2 separate regions of the Mus musculus genome follow, and region 1 is linked to region 2. Evidence: chromatin contacts called from public HiChIP or PLAC-seq data. All regions are on one chromosome and are shown on one strand. Each heading gives the region's core, a stretch centred on a gene start, on an enhancer-like site or on the middle of the called end of the contact. The rest is flanking DNA. Distances are from core to core; before and after follow the strand shown.

Region 1 (7,580 bases), core at 550-3,049, 2.7 Mb after region 2:
GATTACTAAGGAAAAAAAAACCTCATAGCTAGCTCCTCTAATGCGTAGCAGACTAGAAGAGCTATTCTCTATGATAATGGGTTCCTGCTCTATCTTAATGATTGAACTTAGCTATTACTGACGTTGTCCAAGGACATCCCTTGGGTTTCATCCCACCACTGCATGATAGAAACGGAACACAACCTGAAAGGCTCACCTGTGTGATGCTAGCCACTGAGGGAATCCTCAGTGAGACAGTGCAAGCTGGGCTGCCCAGAGCCCCTCTGAGAGGAGAGCTGCCAGGAGCTAGACAGACATCTTGCCCTTTAAGAGCACACACTGCTCTTACAGAAAGCCTGAACTGAGTTCCTAGCACCCACGCAGGGCAGGTCATAACTACCTGTAAACCCACCTCCTGGAGGTCTAACGCCTCTGTTTGCAGAGGACACTGCCACATATCTCCCCTCCCCCGTATTTTAATAACATGCATCATTAAATCCTGGCCAAAATAATTCTTAAGAGAAGAGAGGGCAGGGGGAGGGCAGAGAGAAGAAGGCTGCTGGTCCAGTACTCGCTGTTTGGCATGTGCTATCAGAACAACCCCAGTGCACTGGGTAAAATGTCAAAAGCTCTGTCCTCCCCACAGTCTCCCTTTCCTTTGCCTTCTTTGCTATGCTGATAATCAAACCAACCGCTTCTGCATGCCAGGAAAGCTCTCCACCGCTGAGCTACACCACCTTTCCCGTTTATGTATGTTAGTGCCAAGGCTTCCACCATTTAGATGCTAGAAACGAATTTTAAAAATAAAAATAAAAATCTGAAGCTATCCACAACAATTTCAACTTTGGGCTTCATTTATCCCTGGGGCAATTAGTTTAAACCTCTGGTCTAGTGATAGAAGCCAAATAATCTCTGGAAATTTCTTTGCCTCCCTTAGGACCAGCGGTCTCCTCTGTGCTTGGAAAATGTTGTAATGCAATTTGTGCTCAATGGAACATTGTGAAATGACTGGAGAATAATTTTGATTTGTAATGCTCAAAGGAAATATGACAAAGGGAAAATATTGAAAATAATGTTAGCGGTTTTCAATTAAAGGGGCATAATTCAATTGGAAACCCAATGGATGTCCTGAAATATTTATTTATTTATTTATTTATTTTTTAGCTCTAGTGACCCCCAATTTGGGATCTTCCTGATTCCTTCCCCTAACTGATATTTCACTTTTTAAGATGCTTTCAAAACAAAAGCGCTAAAAGGTTTATACTTTTAAAGATTTACCACAAGTAGCTGCCCTGTTCAGCTAGATCCGTTATTATAACTTTTAGACAATTCACATTCAGAATAGGGGGGAAGGCCAATTTATTCTTCTGGAAACATCTTTACATTATGAGGGGTACAGAGAGACTCTGTTCTTGTACAAATGATAGAAATATTCTCTTTTTGGGTAGCCATTTAAACCAAAGTATGAATCAGCCTAGGATGTGACATCTGTCATCCAAACATGTTTTTATTAAAGCCAGACAAAGGTAATGTAAAATAAAGGTGAGCGTCAAGAGGGGATCTGGAGAAGTTTCTTGGGGGGTGAAGTAGGGACAGACAAACTTGCAGAGATCAGTGGAATTCTTTCTTTTTCTATCTTCTTATTCTCTTCTTTTTTTCTCACCGAGATAGTAGAGATTGAGCCTGGATAAGCCTGACCAATACCCTACAGGTGAGCTGTATCTTTGCCTTCTTTTCAAGTGAAACAAAGGGGGGTAGGGGGTGGAGCACAGTCTCACCGCCTTGAGTAAGATGGCCCCTGAACTTGGGCTCCCATTGCCCCACGCCCTTGAATGGAATCACGGGATGCTCACTCTGCGGAAAGTCTGGGCGCACTGAGTTCTTGATGTGGATCTAATACTTCAATGAGTAGGCTTTCCCGGGATACTTAGCATATTTACAGTAGAATTTATTTGAAAGTCTAGTTTATCCGAAGGCTCAGTTGGGGCTTAGCCTAAGGCCTCACTGCTAGAAATGGCAGAGATGAGAACCCAACAGTGACACTCAGGCGCACGCCTCGGCCGCACCCCAATTTCACTTGATCTCTGCCAAGATGAATGTGGTTCTTTCATGTGGCCTCTGGCAACACAAAAATCAAGAACACGGCAAACAAAAATTGCAATTTTTTTTTTAACTCCATGTGAGCAACTAGGCTGCCTCTCCCACTGAATTAACCAAGTTAACTGTAGGCTTGGATGGTCTATTCTATTAGCGTGCTCTGATTATAATCCTTTTTTAGCTTGTCACACACAATTCTTTAAATGCTGGGGATGGGCTATGTTATTTTAGAAGCAAGTGGTATTTTATCTCTGTGATTTAATACAGGTTAAAAGGTTCATTGTGAAGAGTTAAGAAAATATGGAATATGTAAATGGAAAAAGTGAAGCTTGATAACTCAGGAACATAAGATAACTGATATATATTATACATGCCAGGCTCCCAGGCACACAAAATTGACATAATAGCATATATTTTGTTTCATTATGCAAATGTGTACTTATTTATTAAGACTGGAGCTCGTGTAGCTCAGGCTGTCCTTGAACTCAGTATGTAGCAAAGGATGTCTTTGGATTCCTTACTTTCCAGCCCTCATGTTCCAAGTAATGAGATGACAGGCATGAGCCACCATGCCAGGCTTCAGGCGGTGCTGTGGATCAGACCCCAGCTGTATATATCCTAGGTACAGCTGAGCTACACGCCCAGCCCCTATTGTGTGGTATTTAATTCACTTAACAAAGCTGATGAGTCGGCTCTGTGTAGTTACATTATATCATCTAATGGGCCTAGCAAGCAGTTAAGCAAGGCTGAGCTTTTTAGTTTTTCACTCTTATCTTGAATAGGCATTCTTAAATAATACAAATTTAATTAAGAGCAAAGATAATAATTTTATAAGTAAATTTACTTACTTTGAATTATGTGGGCAAATGATACTGTGGCATTTGATATCTATCTATCTATCTATCTATCTATCTATCTATCTATCTATCTATCTACCTACCTATCTATTTATCTATCATCTGTATATCATTTATCTATTGTTTATCTACCTATCACCTACTACCTACCTATCTACCTATCTCGTATTATCTGTCTTTCTACATTGTCTTCCAGAATCCTTCCTTCCTTTCTTTCTTTCTTTCTTTCTTTCTTTCTTTCTTTCTTTCTTTCTTTCTTTCTTTCTTTCTTTCTTTCTTTCTTTCTTTCTTTCTTTCTTTCTCTCTCTCTCTCTCTTTCTCTCTTTCTCTTTCTTTCTTTCTTTCTTTCTTTCTTTCTTTCTTTCTTTCTTTCTTTCTTTCTTTCTTTCTTTCTTTCTCTCTCTCTCTCTCTCTCTCCCTCCCTCCCTCCCTCCCTCCCTTCCTTCCTTCCTTACTTACTTCCTTCCTCCTTCCCTCCGTCCCTCCCTCCCTCCCCCTCTCTCTCTTTCTTTCTTTTTTCTTTCTTTTTCTTTTCAGAGTTTGAATGTGCTTGCTCCTTGCATGATAATTTGAGTTAAGGTACTGATAAGCAAAAAGAAATGCTTCGCCATTCTTTATATTTCTTTGAATGCTAAATTTGTTCACATTTGTATTGCATTCAGTTTACATAACAAAATTTGCCAGCATAACCACGTCTAAAGGCTTCAGTAGCTTAAGCATGACTTTGCTGTCACTCGGCCAGAACCACTTTTTTTTTTTTTAAAGTTTTATTTATTATTATATGTAAGTACACTGTAGCTGTCTTCAGACACACCAGAAGAGGGCGTCAGATCTCATTCAGATGATTGTGAACCACCATGTGGTTGCTGGGATTTGAACTCAGGACCTCTGGAAGAGCAGTAGGAGCTCTTAACCTCTGAGCCATCTCTCCAGCTCCCCCAGAACCACTTTCTATCTTTAGAATTTCTCCTTTTCTCAAACTGAAATTCTGTTCCTATTCAACATTGACTCTGGATTCTCTTCCTCTACCCTCTGATAGCAACCATTCCAATGACCTTTTGTTGAATCTGACTCATCCTCATACTTCATATAAATGATAGAAGGAATATTATAATCTTTGTCCTTTTGTGTTTAGCTTATGATGCCTAAGTGTGTTCACATTTTTAAACCAGCCATACAAATACATATGCATATATATTGAGTATGTGTGGTGGTCTGAGTGAAAATGGCTCCTATCGCCTTAGATGGAATGGCACTATTAGGAGGTATGACCTTGTTGGAATAGGTAGCTTTGTGCATCACTAGGAGATGGACTTTGATGTTTCAGATGCTCAATCCAGGCCTATCTTCTCGATCCCTGTCATCTGGTCCTAGAACTCTCAGCTCCTCCAGCACCATGTCTGCCTGCATGCTGCCATGCTTCCCACCATGATGATAATGGACTAATTAAACCTCTGAACTGTAAGCCAGCCCTTCATTAAATGTTTTCCTTTATAAGAGTTGCATGAATCAAAACAACCCTGAGATTCCACCTCACACCAGTCAGAATGGCTAAGATCAAAAATTCAGGTGACAGCAGATGCTGGCGAGGATGTGGAGAAAGAGGAACACTCCTCCATTGTTGGTGGGATTGCAGGCTTGTACAACCACTCTGGAAATCAGTCTGGAGGTTCCTCAGAAAATTGGACATAGTACTACCGGAGGATCCAGCAATACCTCTCCTGGGCATATATCCAGAAGATGTCCCAACCGGTAAGAAGGACACATGCTCCACTATGTTCATAGCAGCCTTATTTATAATAGCCAGAAGCTGGAAAGAACCCAGATGCCCCTCAACAGAGGAATGGATACAGAAATTGTGGTACATTTACACAATGGAGTACTACTCAGCTATTAAAAAGAATGAATTTATGAAATTCCTAGGCAAATGGATGGACCTGGAGGGCATCATCCTGAGTGAGGTAACACATTCACAAAGGAACTCACACAATATGTACTCACTGATAAGTGGATATTAGCCCCAAACCTAGGATACCCAAGATATAAGATACAATTTGCTAAACACATGAAACTCAAGAAGAATGAAGACTGAAGTGTGGACACTATGCCCCTCCTTAGAATTGGGAACAAAACACCCATGGAAGGAGTTACAGAGACAAAGTTTGGAGCTGAGACAAAAGGATGGACCATGTAGAGACTGCCATATCCAGGGATCCACCCCATAATCAGCTTCCAAACGCTGACACCATTGCATACACTAGCAAGATTTTATCGAAAGGACCCAGATGTAGCTGTCTCTTGTGAGACTATGCCGGAGCCTAGCAAACACAGAAGCTCACAGTCAGCTATTGGATGGATCACAGGGCTCCCAATGGAGGAGCTAGAGAAAGTACCCAAGGAGCTAAAGGGATCTGCAACCCTATAGGTGGAACAACATTATTAACTAACCAGTACCCCGGAGATCTTGACTCTAGCTGCATATGTATCAAAAGATGGCCTAGTTGGCCATCACTGGAAAGAGAGGCCCATTGGACACGCAAACTGTATATGCCCAGTACAGGGGAACGCCAGGGCCAAAAAAAAAAAAAAATGGGAATGGGTGGGTAGGGAAGTGGGGGGGAGGGTATGGGGGACTTTTGGGATAGCATTGGAAATGTAATTGAGGAAAATATGTAATAAAAAAAAGAGATAAAAAAAATAAGAGTTGCATGATCATGGTGTTCACAGTAATAGAAACCCTAACTAAGATATGTATAAATTAAAAAGCCTATTTAAATTACGTATATGAACATAGTTTTTATTTGTGTGTGGTATATATGTATGTACTTCGTGTGTGTGCATGAGTGAAAGAGTGATAGATGATAGAAACATAGATCTCCATCTTAACTTTGAGTCAGAGTCTAGCATTGACTCTGTAGCCCACCAATTCATCAAGACTAGCTGGCCAGCTGGCTTCAGGGCTCATTCTGTCTCTGCCTCTCAGTGTTAACCTTATACCAGACCTGTGCTTTTGTTTTTTCTTGTGAGAGATGGGGATCTAAATTCAGTCTTTATGGTTGTGCAGCAAGTTCTTTACCAACTTCAATGACACACTCTTATTGATTTAGAAGTATTATGTGTATATTAGCCATCTGTCCCTATTGCTATATTATTTTGGACACAGGGTCTCACTGTATAGCCTTGGTCTCGACTTACTCTGTAGACCAGGATAGACCACAACTCACTGAGATGCTCCTGCTTCTGTCTCCTGAGTGCTGGGATTAAGCTGGCCTATTTGTCATTTATTTTTAATAGTTTATCACCTGCACTTTATACTTGTTAAGTGTTGAAATTTTAAGCCTTTCATGAAAAAATTAAAATGTCACAGAAAATCGAAAGGTCCTACTTATTGCTGCTTTTTATTATTAATTAGGAATTTGGGGGGGGGTGGTTAATATGGATTGAAACAGGAAATGCTAAGACATAAAACCAGTTTATAAAATAAAGTTCACAATGCCTGGGGTTTTCTCTTCTTCTTCACTTTATACATTCATGATTTCAAAAACAGTTCTAAAATTTCTTTCTAATTTTTTTTTAACTTTTGTGATACCACGCTTTAAGCCTAGGATTTGCATTTTTGAGGAAAGTGCTATACTACTGAACCACAGCCTCAATCCCCTTTTGACCTTTTGTTTTGTGACTACTTACAATTTTTGCTCAGGTTAGTCTTATGATCCTTCCTGCCTCAGCTTCTGAAATAGCTGGGATTGTAAGCCTGTACCACCAGGCCCAGTTAATTTTTCTTCCATTTCGTTGCTGTGGTGGCTTGAAAAAGAAATGCCCCCTCACCCCCAGAGGCTCAGTTATCTGCAATCTTGGTCCTAATCAATGGCACTGTGGGAGGAGGGGTTTGAAGGTTGGTAGCCTCACCCCAGCTCCAGTCACTTTTTCTGCTTCCAATTTGTAGCTGGAGATGTATTCTCTCAACTCCCTCACTTGCTGTCTTGGTCAGGGTTTCTATTACTACACAAAGCATTATGATTAAAAAGCAAGTTTGGAGGAAAGGGTTTATTCAGCTTACACTTTCCACATTGCTGTTGATCACCAAAGGAAGTCAGGACTGGAAATCAAGTAGGTCAGGAAGCAGGAGCAGATGCAGAGGCTATGGAGGGATGTTACTTACTGGCTTGCTTCCCCTGACTTGCTCAGCTTGTTTTCTTACAGAACCCAGGACTACCAGCCCAGGGATGGCACCACCTACAATGGGCTAGGCCCTCCTACCCTTGATCACTAATTGAGAAAATGCTTTACAGCTGGATCTCATGGAGGCATTTCTTCAAGGGGTGGGGGTGGGGGTGGGGGTGCTTTCTCTGAGATAATTCCAGCTTGTGTCAAGGTGACACACAAAACCAGCCAGTACACTTGCTATTATGGACTTTCTCTTGGGAACCATAAGTCCAAACAAACGCTTCTTCTCTCAGTCTCTTTTGGTGATGGTGTTTTATCACAAACTAAGTCATGCAGGTGGCTTGTGTAAAGTCTCCATACTAAACAGCTAAGGGAGAATAAGGGAGACATGCAGGTGGCTGTGTAAAGTCTCCATACTAAACAGCTAACGGAGACAGTGAATAAGTCCAAGACTAAGGACATAATATAGTTTTGAGAAAC
Region 2 (7,065 bases), core at 224-2,723:
AGCCTTCCCCAGTCTATGCAGAGAGTGCTCCTCCCAGCCTTCCCCTGTCTATGCAGAGTGCTCCTCCTCAGCCTTCCCCTGTCTATGCAGAGTGCTCCTCCTCAGCCTTCCCCTGTCTATGCAGAGAGTGCTCCTCCCAGCCTTCCCCAGTCTATGCAGAAAGTGCTCCTCCCAGCCTTCCCCTGTCTATGCAGAGAGTGCTCCTCCCAGCCTTCCCCAGTCTATGCAGAAAGTGCTCTTTTTTTCACATCAAAGTCAACAGATGACTCAGCTCTGTCCAACAGTGACCCATGGTATTACAAAAGGCACAGGCAACCTTTGTTAGCCAGATTTCTCCGGCTGTAATAGAACACCAGACCTAAAACAACCTGAGGAGCAAAGGGTTAGAGCATAGCTTTAGTCAGAAAGGAAGGCTGGTCGGTGGGGGGCTGAAATTCAGGTAGAACCCTGGAGGCAGGCTGATTATTGACTTGCCTCCCATCCCCCATCCCTACCCCACCCCACCCCCAACCCCTGCTTTTTCAGCCTCAATTTCTAATACCAGCCAGGACTACCTGCTGGAAGGTCCCCAGTGGTCCAGGCCCTCCCAGGTCAACCATTAATCAAGAAATGGCCACAGCCAGTCCTGTCCTGTTGGGGCTCTTCTTCCCAGCTAATCCAGTTTTTGACTACAAGCCAGGATTTTCAGGAACAAACAGTTGGGAGGACAGTTAATGGTTAAAACATTATGGACGGAGAGCCCAGTGGTCAAGCGCGCCAAAACAAAACAAGAACAAACGCTGACTTCTCTGCAGAAATTAGAGGCTCACTGCATAGCCCCAAGTTGTAACCACTTCAATTCTTCCTCCTCTGAAAATCTGTCTTCTTTTTAAGACTCACAATCAGCTGGGTGGATGCAGGACGAGGATCAAATGTCAACAGACACACTTCTGTTAGGTCCAATGGAGCACTCCAAAATGGCAGTGATGGTCACGCTGCTTTAGGCCCAATAAACTGAAAAACTGTTACCAGGCAAACGACCCTAAAGGTGAGTTTTTGTTCACCAGGAAACTCTGCCCTTCATCCACCCCAAAGGTCAAGTACCCTGGGCAAAGGCATCTAGTTCTGGGTCAATCTGAACAGCTCAAAGATGCTGGCCCTGTGACCGCCATATAAAATCTGCTAGCTTTTCCACCATATTCCTCTTCCGTTGCCCCTCCCTCCAGTCTTGCCAGTTTGCAGGTTTATTTGCAATAAACTTTTCTTTCTACCCCGGAGTGGTCTGGTTTGACGGTTTTGCTGCGTCCTCGCTTACAACGTGCCCTACCTAACAGTTTTTAAAAAGTACTAAGGCCTGGGTGCTGGGTTTCAGACCCCGGACAAGTGAGGAGATGCTTATCGGGCTTCCGGGTTCTCCCAGCATCCCTCAGTCCCCACCTGTTCCAGGGCGTGGCTGGCCATACCCCGCCCTCTACCCAGAACTTCCCAATCCAGGGATAGGCTTCCTCTCCCCCAGAGGCTCTTCAAGACTCTCCAGACATTTGGGCGGGTCTCCACTCCCCATCTCCTAGCGCCTCCGGCCTTTTCTGTCTCCCAATCCGACAGGAACTTCTCTGACCTCATGCTGGGAGATCAGCGGGAACCCTCCCTTTAGGTACTTTCAATTCAGCTTGAATTGGCTATTTTGTGGGTGGAGAAATCCTATCGCGGGGGTTACAGTTTGATGGGATGAACGCCTGCTTTTTTAATCAATCCCTCACACAACATTAAAAAAAAAAAAAAAAAAAAACGGGAACAGAAAAGATGAGCGTTAAGCCCGCCTTTGATCCCAGCACCCAGACGGCAGATCTCTGAATTCAAGGCCAGCCTGGTCTACAAAACAAGTTCCAGGACAGGACACAGGGAAACCGGATCTCAAGGAAGGAACAAACAAAAGAACAATAAGAAAACGACAGAAATATATCAATATTTTAGATACCGGGTTTTTCATTATGAATAACTTTCCCCTATTAGCTGAATTCCAATGTTTGGGTTCTTTTAACAGCTGGGTCGGTCTCACATCTAAAATACAGAGGTTCCCAGCACATTTAGCATACAAATAAAACCCTTTAGAACTGGGGACTGAATGGCTGCTTTAACCTTATCTCTGCATCAAGTTCACTGCTTGATGCCTGGGTGTAAATACTCTACATCCCTCCACCCCCACACAGGGGCTGTGCACAAAACATTTATCAGCTAGCCTTCTGGATGTAGCACTTAAAAAGAAAACAAAGAACCCTAAAAAAAAGTGCTTCACAAAGATATTTGTCCTTTTCAGCTGAAAACTAGAAGAAAACCACAAATCTACTTTGGGGGGAGGGAGTGTGTTTCTAGTTATTAAATGAGATTTCTACTCCTTAAAAAGATGTAGGAGGAGGGGCTGGAGAGATGTCTCAGGTTAAGAGCACTGACAGCTCTTCCAGAGGTCCTGAGTTCAACTCCAGCAACCACATGGTAGCCCATAACCATCTGTAATTCATACAATTCCCTTTTCTGGTGTGTATAAAGGCAGCTACACTGTACTCATATACAAAAAATGAATAAATATCTTTTTTAAAAAAGATGCACTGGGAAGTTTATTACTGCAAGTCAGCAAAAATTTGTAAGGGGGGAAAAAATCCTGATAAGACCTAACTACTTAGTCAGTAATATAGAGGGGGTAACATTCAAACATTGGGTGTGGACACTTCTTCATTGTGCGTCTAATATCTGAAATCCGCTGATTAAAACTGTTTTGTTGTTGGCTTAAAGACACCTCCCACTGTGGGACAGACAGTCTAGACGAAGGAAAAAGATCTGCTTTTATTTATGCACAGACAAGGTGTCACTCACTCTCCTGCAAACCTCCTGCCTCAGCCTCCTTACTGCTGGGCTGTGTCTCCCGAGCCAGCATACCCAGCAAAACCTCTTTCCTCTGCATTCCCATTCTGTTTATACCCCACATTCTGATGGGCGCCGCCTCTTAAGCAAATGTTTGAAGCCAGAGTAAAACCTACATGGACACGAGACAGTCGGTGCCTTTCTTTCCCCTTGGGGTAGAAAACCATGCCCTCCTAAAGGACTGCCAGGCCCCACCCTTAGATTTCTTGGGCTCTCAACGGTGGGTGCTGCCTGGCTTGGCCAAGCACCAAACTCTAGAGCAGCCATCCTCAACCTGTGGATTGAGACCCCTATGGGTTGCATATCTGATATTTACATTATCAGATTCCTAACAGTGACAAAAATCACAGTTACAAAGTAGCAATGAAATGATCTTAGGGTTGGCGGATCACCACAGCAGGAGGAACTCTGTATTAAGGGCTGCCGCATTAAGAAGGTTGGGAACCTCTAGGGGGTATTTGCCAAATTGACTCCCCCACCCCCAACCCCTCTTCCCTCACAGAGAAAAAACTACAGCCCAGATTACAAACTCTGGCTTTCTGCATAATCCCTTCCAAAAGCACAAAAACTCAGGATGGGCCTTAAATAATCCTTTTGTTTACAGAGGGTCATTTCCTGCTCACACCCACAGGGTCGCACCCGATTCCCTAGGAGAGCCAACGACTTGCTCTGTTAAAAAAAAAAAAAAAAAAAAACCCTGAAACTACAGGAAAAGCACACCAGGTGTAAGAAACTCTTCTCGAACAACAACTCCAAAGTTGAGGACTGCCCTGACTTCCCCTCCCCTAATTAAGATAATTTAACAAATAAAACAAAATCCACGGGGTCAATCGTGAAAAGACTTGACAAGGGTTCTCTCCAAATAGCCCAACAGGGGCATGTTTTGGCATTCTGTGTCAGGGCTGGGAAATAAGAGTGGAGAGATAGGAATCACAATTCCTTCAGCAGCAGTGGCCAATGCCTGCAGCCACTCCCTTTAAGTTAAGAAAGGGAGGCCGGCTTCCCGAAGCAACTAAAGAGACTTGTCACGTGCCCCACACAGGGACACAGAAAATGAGATAATAAAACTGAAGGGTAGTGACAGGCTGGCCAAGAACTGACTTCTGTTTTAAAAAAAAAAAAAAAAACCTTTGAGACTGTGACATTATCCAACAAAGGGTGATGAAGGCCAGACCCAGGTCAGGTTAGGACTTGAAGGTACAAGCTAAGAGGAGCCTTCTGAAGGCCGGGTTTTCCTGCCCCATCTATCAACAGATGACTTCAGTCCGATGGCGGTAAGTAAATGATAAGGGACGATTCTTTAGTCCTGTGATGTTATCCCTTCTGCTTCACGATGAGAGGCAAAAATAAAACAAAAAATAACTCCCAAGTTTATAAAGACAAGTGGGCATGGCCTGGGGCAGCTTCCAAAGGATTCCTACACAATGAAACCCAGGTTCTTAGAGTCTAATCCAGCCACCCAAAGCTGGAACGACCCGGAACTTCTATCTCTTTGTAGGAAAAAAACAAGGAAGCTAACACAGCTTGGGACTAGACCAGGCCAGAGGCTCAGAAGTGGTCAGCCTCATTCCAAGGCAACTCCTCGTAGGTTATATAAACATTTAACCCTATCAAGGCCACAAGTCACACCTGTCAAAATTACCCAATCCTCAAATGGCCACAGTTAATTAATTTATTCCAGCCACACCTGCATTTCTGTTTCAGTGTGGCTGTGTTTAACTGGACAAAGGGGAAGAAGTCCTTTTGTGTGCAAAAGGGTGCCTGCCCCCACAGAGGATCAGTTGTCCATCTGTCTCCTCTACCATCCAAACAAAATTTGGCTCAAAGGGTGTGAAATGATACTGTGGATTTCTGTGATTTAAGGAAGAGAGGGGAATCAGAAATCTATTCACCTCAAAGACAGAAACAAAACTTAAATCTGAACCGGGTACGGGTGTCGGGTCTTGAACCCTAGCACTCCGAAGACGGAGGCAAGTGGATCTCTGTGAGTTCAAGGTTAGCCTGTTCAACAGTTTTCTGGATAGCCAGAGCTACATATATAATAAAGACACTGCCTCGGAAGGGGGGAGGGAGGGAAGGAAAAGCTAAGGGAAAAATAAAACACAATCCAGAAGTGGCTGAGGTTTTATGACAGACTTTATCACATTATAGATGTCAGCCTTTGAAAGGCAGATCTGTGTGCTTTTCACAAACAACAATGTACTGGGCGGTTCTGGAGTTGTTCTAGGCTCTGGGTTTTTTGTTGTTTTGTTTTGTTTCGTTCTGTTTTAAGAAATATTGGGCCTGGAGAGATGGCTCAGAGATTAAGAGCACTGGCTACTTTTTCTAGGAGTCCTGAGTTCAATTCCCAGCAACCACATGGAAACTCACAACCATCTATAATGGAATCTGATGCCCTCCTTCTGGTGTGCAAGTATATATCTGTAGACATAGTAAATCTTTTTAAAAAATAAATAACACAGGAAGTTCCTGCTGCCAGAGTCCCTAGAGGCACAGAACCAACAAGTGCAACAGGCACACAGGCAGTATAGCACTTAGGCTAAGGGGAATGACAAGGTCAAAACTAATCTGTAATATACAGAATAGCTGACACAGAGGTCCTGAGGCAGGAACAAATATGGTAAATGGGACCCAGTAAGGACCAGGCTACTAAAGCATCGGAAGTGATGCTGGGATCTGGGTCAGAGGTCCAGCAAGAACCAGCCTCACAAACCTCATGTACCCATCTGTAAAACCTCAAAACCAATGACCTTCTCAGCATCCCTTGTTTTCTTAACCCTTTGTTAAAGAGTAACATTGAATGCCGGGCAGGTGGGGATGGGAAATCGAACATTGGCACGCTTCCAGCGCACGCACACATCCATGCACACACACACATGCACACGTAAACACGCACTCACAAAATCCAGTTGTCATCTCATGGGGGGGGAGGGCTGAGGGGAGTATGTCAAGAACAGCCTTGGCTACATCGTGAATTAAATGCCATCCTAGTCCATTTAGAGCCCTAACATCTTAAAGGAGGGGGTGGAGCACAGTGAATTAGTATCCACTTTGGACTAGGTACATAAATGTTAACCAACTATCAGGGCAAACCATAAGCCTTTTTTTTTTTTTTTTTTTAATTTCAGGTTTGTTTAGAAACTACATAACCCTGGCTATCCTAGAACTTGCTCTGTAGATCAGACTTGCCTTGAACTCACAGAGATCCACCTTCCTCTGGATTCTTTTTGTTTGTTTGTTGGTGGGTTGTTGTTGTTGTTGTTTTTTTGTTTTTTTTTTTTTTTTTTTGAGACAGGGTTTCTCTGTATAGCCCTGGCTGTCCTGGAGCTCACTTTGTAGACCAGTCTGGCCTCGAACTCAGAAATCCACCTGCCTCTGCCTCCCAAGTGCTGGGATTAAAGGCAAGCGCCACCACGCCCGGCTTTCCTCTGGATTCTTAAGACTTGGTGGATTCTAAGGCTTGTGTCACCACTGCCTGGCTATCTCCACTTCTTTTTCTTTTTTCTTTTTTTAAGATTTATTTATTTATATATATACACTGTTGCTGTCTTCAGAGACTCCAGAAGAGGGCATCGAATCTTACAGATGGTTGAGAGCCACCATGTGGTTGCTGGGATTTGAACTCAGGACCTTTGGAAGAGCAGTTGGTGCTCCTCCGCTTCTTTATATTAACATTGAAAAAGAGACCCCTACCCCTATGAGCACGACTCCACCAGTCATTACAGGAAAAGCACAAATAAAGGAGAGGGCTAATTGAAAACCAAGACTAGTCCCTAATGACCCAACATCCAAAAAGCAGGTAAGGCGGGGGAGGGTCCTTACTCACTCTCCCAGCACACTAGCTTCTTGGAGCATTCTGGAAGGATACTACATTCAAAAACAGAGAGAGGCCTTTTGGAACCTCCCGCCTCCTAAGTCTTGCGAATCACACATACTACAAGGTAATTACACCTTGGTAGCACTTCCCCTCTGAGCACAAAGGGAGACCTGGGCTACTTCAGTAATAAGATCGCACTTTTGGAGCTTGTCCCCTGGTCCCCGGCGGCCTTGAGTAGGCAGCCTAGAGGTGACAAAGAGGAATTTTCACAAAATGTGATCCTGAGGCGTCAAGAAGAAAATCCTCTGTAGGCTCTCCCCTGGGATTGCACTGGCTAGTGACCAGCATAT

Evidence for each region. HiChIP or PLAC-seq counts read pairs in DNA pulled down with a chosen protein or histone mark.
Region 1: an H3K27ac HiChIP or PLAC-seq map of embryonic stem cells shows a contact between it and region 2, with 2.4 times the contacts expected there. The contact joins two enhancer-like sites. A contact is called at or near these places in 3 of 115 datasets of contacts at active chromatin or transcription factors (embryonic stem cells, extraembryonic endoderm stem cells and stem cell-derived neural progenitor cells).

What each region holds. Positions count from the first base shown.
Region 1 is chr8:36,617,377-36,624,956 of GRCm38.p6, forward strand. The region is part of intron 5 of Dlc1 (deleted in liver cancer 1); the gene reads right to left. Among named protein-coding and RNA genes, the nearest start is that of Trmt9b, 160 kb to the left of the region's middle. Within about 2 kb of position 1,800, at least 9 of the 459 cell types and tissues checked have an H3K27ac peak or open chromatin away from gene starts, as enhancers often do. A contact at or near this core is called in embryonic stem cells, where this site is marked.
Region 2 is chr8:33,912,843-33,919,907 of GRCm38.p6, forward strand. All of the region lies in intron 1 of Rbpms (RNA binding protein gene with multiple splicing), which reads right to left. Among named protein-coding and RNA genes, the nearest start is that of Gm51528, 7.4 kb to the right of the region's middle. Within about 2 kb of position 1,474, at least 73 of the 459 cell types and tissues checked have an H3K27ac peak or open chromatin away from gene starts, as enhancers often do. A contact at or near this core is called in embryonic stem cells, where this site is marked.